2 separate regions of the Bombyx mori genome follow, and region 2 is linked to region 1. A link is a contact called in public Hi-C data. All regions are on one chromosome and are shown on one strand. Each heading gives the region's core, a stretch centred on a gene start, on an enhancer-like site or on the middle of the called end of the contact. The rest is flanking DNA. Distances are from core to core; before and after follow the strand shown. Region 1 overlaps LOC101740041 (rho GTPase-activating protein Graf). Region 2 holds the start of LOC101740041 (rho GTPase-activating protein Graf).

Evidence for each region. A called contact is a pair of places that touch in the nucleus more often than the background predicts.
Region 2: a contact with region 1 is called in a Hi-C map of whole pupa, with 2.0 times the contacts expected there. The contact joins the promoter of LOC101740041 here to the enhancer-like site in region 1. A contact is called at or near these places in 4 of 7 Hi-C or Micro-C datasets (middle silk gland, midgut and whole pupa).

The regions. Positions count from the first base shown.
Region 1 is chr14:1,586,844-1,589,505 of ASM3026992v2, forward strand. It overlaps LOC101740041 (rho GTPase-activating protein Graf), which reads right to left. Exons shown (of 17, transcript XM_038015543.2): 8 at 2,530-2,630; 9 at 2,255-2,446; 10 at 1,573-1,685; 11 at 1,311-1,504; 12 at 631-736. Among protein-coding and RNA genes, the nearest start is that of LOC101739907, 27 kb to the left of the region's middle. Within about 2 kb of position 1,333, at least 3 of the 8 cell types and tissues checked have open chromatin away from gene starts, as enhancers often do.
Region 2 is chr14:1,630,342-1,633,003 of ASM3026992v2, forward strand. It overlaps LOC101740041 (rho GTPase-activating protein Graf), which reads right to left and starts at 1,320. Exons shown (of 17, transcript XM_038015543.2): 1 at 881-1,320. The coding sequence starts at 1,046.

The DNA.
Region 1 (2,662 bases), core at 83-2,582:
GTCCCAAGGCTGGTATTCACTTAACCTTAAAGCCTAAGTGGCCTCGCCCGCGACGACTTTTTGTAGCGATGTTGTCGCGCGTTTTGTAAGCGCGCTTCTGCCTCGCTACTATCGCGCGTTAGTCGCATTTGTAACGTGCGACAGAAGCTATGCAAACGCGCGGCTGTATCGCTGTAAGCGCGTACAAACATTTCTAGGTAGATCCTGAATCGCGACAGCATCGCGATAGTAGCGATACAGAATCTGGGCGAAGGTACACATCTAGGGGCAGCATCGCGGTTGTATCGATGAGAACGCGCGATAGCATCGCTACTGCAACGCTACAAAAAGTAGGCGCGGGCGAGGTCTCTAAGGTGTGTCCGGTGACAGCGTGTGTATTAGCCAGCAGCCTGGTGGTAGGACCACTTGTGAGTCTGCGCGAGTAGGTACCACCACCCAGCCTATTTCTGCCGTGAAGCAGTAATGTGTTTCGATTTGAAAGGCGGGGCAGCCGTTGTAACTATACTTGAGACCTTAGAACTTATATCTCAAGGTGGGTGGCGCATTTACGTCGTAGATGTCTATGGGCTTTAGTAACCGCTTCACACCAGGTGGGTTCACCCATGTAAGCAATAAAAAAAAAAACCGTACTTCCGCAGGTGTGCCAGCACCAGCAGCAGCATGTCCCGGTTGTGCGGCGGCAGCGCGCGCACCAGCTCGCACACGCCCGCCGCGCGCTCCGCCCGCCGCTCGCACTCTGCGGCACACGGCAAGCGTCACGCCGCGCACGTCACGCGGCGCTCGTCACGCGACACGCGGCTAGCGTCACGCGTCACGCGACACGCTAATGCATTACGTGATAAAACTCTACCGCGCACGAATTCGTACTACGAAAGGGGAACTTCTGAACAAAAATCTTGCATTTTATACTACACGCAATGTATAACTACACAACTTCGAAATATTTTGCATTACATTACGGATTCAAATAACAGACATTTATCAAAACGCTTAAGTAAATAATAGTGGCATCTCGCCTTCCCACTCAATACTCTCTCTATATCACCCTCTCTCACTCATTCTCTCACTCTCTCTCTCTCCCTCTCACTCTCTCTTACTCACTCTCTTTCTCTCATTTATCGTTGACTAATGACATCCCTATGAAAATATCAATAATAAAGTTACAACTCATATTCAGTGGTTTTCCACGCAACGTCCGACTGGAGCGCCACTCCCCGGGGCTCTCCGAGTACAGTCGGTGACGCAGTTGGTGACGACGGTGACCACCGATACTTATCATCTAGTTGCAGTGCGAGGAGCAGTGTACTGACTGACGACGGCGATGAAGCGGTCGTGCAGCGCGCGGGTGAGCAGCGGGTCGGGCAGCGCGCGCAGGTAGCTCTTGAGCGCGGAGGTCAGGGTCTTGGTCTCCCACTCCAGCGGGTCGTGGAGCGCGGGCGGCAGGCGGCGGCCCGGCGCGCCGCACGCCACCAGCCGCGACACCTTGGACGCCACGCCCGCCACCCTGCGGCAACACACGGTCGGGTCAGTCGCCGGGCTGCGGGGCCGCGGGGGCGCCGCCGGCTGCCTCACCTGTACAGTCCCTGCTCCTCCAGCCCCCTCGACTCTATCACGGATATCAGCTTCCGCACGAAGGCGAATCCCGTTTCGTCTAACGCAAACTCTTCACTGTTCACAGATGCTTTCTGTTAACAAGAGATTATGGCTATTAGAATAATTTAGTTAGAATAAGTTACTGGTGGTTGGACGTCTTGTGAGTCCGCACGGGTAGGTACCACCACTCCACCTATTTCTGCCGTTTGAAGGGTGGGACAGCCGGTGTAACTATACTGAGACCTTAGAACTTATCTCAAGGTGGGTGGCGCATTTACATTGTTGATGTCTATGGGCTCCAGTAACCACTTAACACCACAGGTAAGCTCTGAACTTGTCCACCCATCTAAGGATGCTAAGGATTGGAAGGAGAAGAGACTGTGCAAGCGCAACCTTGGTGCCGGTCGGAAGAGTTTCGTAACCGTCTCAGAGATGCAGCTAATACAAGCATCTTCCAGCTGATTTCTGTTATCGATGCGTTCCACGATAGATTTTTATCAATTAAAAATCTCAATTTTTTTTAAATATCACTGATTTTAATTTGAACTTCGTCAAATAAAATAGCCGAAAGCTGCGATCGTTTCATTCTCGAACTACCCTCAACTTTAATCCGCGTGAAGTACTCCAAGGCAATAGGGGGGGGGGGGGTAGTGTGACGCACCTGCGGGTGTCTCTCGGCGGGGGGCTCGTCGACGGCCGCGAGCCAGGCGGCGCGGTCCCGCTGCGAGAGCGCCTGCAGCGTGAGGGGGCTGCGCTCGCGGTCTGCGGGGATTGCCTCCCAGCACCAACGCCGCTCCGCCGCCTCACCGCAAGCCACGGCGCCGCACAGACACACGGCCTCGGGAGACCAGCTCTGCGGACCAGCCCACTCACTCAGACGACACACTTGTAACGAGAACAGCATTGGAACATCGAGCACTGGCGCGTCGGACGTACCGTTTTGACGTTGATCTGATTGTACGGCGTCAGGGTCAGGATCCGGGATCTCTTCTCGTACGTGCAGAACTGCTTGCTCCACGTCGTCGTACCGAAGGCCTCTGCAATCAAACGGAAGTAATACTTACATATT
Region 2 (2,662 bases), core at 70-2,569, 43 kb after region 1:
CTTCTTCAGTCATTTGAATGGGGTAAACTTAATTGAAGTTCAATTAATAACATCCAATTGTTGATACTAATACCAAATTAGACGGACCTTTAATTACAATGGTAAATGTCGCGTATTAAGCAAAATGTTTCTTAAAACAAATAGCCTTTCACTGTCCAAATAAAAAATCACAGATACTCAATTGGCGTAAATCTCTTTTTTTTAGTTGTTCTTGAAGTGATAACATAAAGACAGATCCTAGCTTGGCACCATTACTTATGGACTATGTTGGTTGTTATGGTTATTAACAGTATCAATAAACTGCCCAAACATGGTCAGTTTACTGACACTTGCTCTAACATTGATTAACTTATGTGCAATTATTGACTACAAATTCAATTATGTCGATTTAATTCATCACAATTATAACCCAAATATCATTCTTATTCTTCACCTTATCCCACTAGGTGGGACTGGCAGAGCTAATTTTTCTCTTCCATTCTATTCTATCAGCTGTCAGCTCAACACTCACTCATCTCAAATATCATTATCAAAGTTGAAATATATTATAAGAGTTATAGATATATTTTAACCTGCAGTTTCACTAGTATTAAATCAAGAATAAATGAATTAACTTGATATATTGATAGCATGGTTCTGTGATTATAATAATATATATCTTTGGCTTGACATAGGATAACAGAAAAAGTTAAATATAATGATTTTAATGTACAGACGTAATATCGTCACACTTCTGTATTAGTTGTATGATAAACTATAACGGGCGGGGATGTACAGTGCCGAACTATGCAACACGTAGAGCATTCTTTGTGTCGCGTGAATAATTTGACCTTAACACTTTCGAGCGGTGCGCGGTCGCAGGTGAAGGGTTCGCACTCACGTTTAGCTGCCTGCACGACATCCTTGACTTCTTTGATGAGCCGCTTGATCTGCTGGCTGGTTCGTTCTAGTTCCTTTTCGTGACGTTGGAGATTCTCGCGGAACTGAGGGCTGTCCGCGAGGCACTCGGTGAACTCTAGAGGCTGCAGACCCACGCCCATCGTCATCCACTATCCACTCGTTTTATGATCACTCGCGGTCACAACACCTTGCACTTTCACCGACCGCCTATCGCGCGGGACATTGCGTTTTACCACTTCACACAGCTAACAACACTGATACGTTATTACGCTGACTTTAGTACCCTTATCTACGATGATATAAACAGAAAATTTGAAAAAAATACGGCAGTAAAATTCCGACAATACTGCACGATTACTGCGTAGCTGTCAAACTGTCAACACAAGGTAGCTTTTTGGGTCATAAGCGTCTTGATTTGATAAACTACCATAAAACATTAAGTCGTTAAATTGATTCAATTGATTCTCCTAAAAACCACTGTCTTAGGCTATTATAAGATAATTTCAGTGTGAAAAAACTCAAAACTTTATAAGCAATTCGAAAAGTCGAGGTAGAAAATAGGAAAAACTAATTGAACGTTTTATTTAAGTTTATTTACTGGTAATTATGTTAAAAATATTAACAGTAGCGATTCAGACTAACCATTACTATTGATTTTACCAAAAAATAATTTTAGTTTAGTTTTATTTGCTTAGTTTTTAATTTTAGTTTAATTTAAAATAATAACTACCAAAACATAACATTGAGAATTGGTAACACCATAGTCATGTGGCTAGTTGCGTTTCACGCAGATCATTTATTATGTCTTAGTCATAGATAATAATATATATTAGATAGACTGGTATATTGGTCTTAGTTCAATCAAACACATATTACATTTTTATTAAGTAGAAGGTATCAAAGCATGTTCGCTTTGAGAGAATTAATGATATAAAAACCTAAATTGATGGACTTGACGGACGGAAGGGACGAGTAAAGTTCGGTTATTAATTAAGGCAAGACGCGCTCCCTCACAGTACTTTTTCCACCATTAAACAAAAAAAAAACTATGAATAACTCTATAGCAATATAACTTAAATAAACTAAAAACAATATTTATAAACATTGTACCGGTTGTGTAGGTATTAAGTACTAGGATTCTCATATCTCATTCTCATTTTTGATTGGTGGTAGGATCTCTTGTGAGTCCGCGTTGGTAAGTACCACCGCCCCGCCTATTTGTGCCGTGAAGCAGTAATGCGTTTCAGTTCGAAGGGTGGGGCAGCCGTTGTAACTATACTTGAGACATCAGAGCTAATATCTCAAGGTGGGTAGCGCATTTACGTCGTAGATGTCTATGGGCTCCGGTAACCACTTAACACTAGGTGAACTGTGAGCTCGTCCACCCATATAAGCAATAAAAAAAAAACCTCGAAATGTCTTTGCATTTGTGACTTATAGAATAATAAAAATTGTTAAAAGCAATCACACAAGAACTTCATAACTGACACAAACTTTTCTTATGCGGGATTTACATTACGAAATTAGTGTCATGCATGTTGAGCTCAGTTTCACGAAAGTAGTTTCGATATATGCGAAAGTAATTTCGTTAAAAAGTTGTACTCCATCGTTAGTTTGTCATTTTCAACGCTTGAAGCGCGTCCGAACTAACAATACACACGTCCGCACTGCGGAGGCCCTTTCGCGACATTAGTTTCACGTCGCGTCTACACTATGAAATTAGTTGCATGACACTAATTTCACCAAACAATCGCGCAGGGCA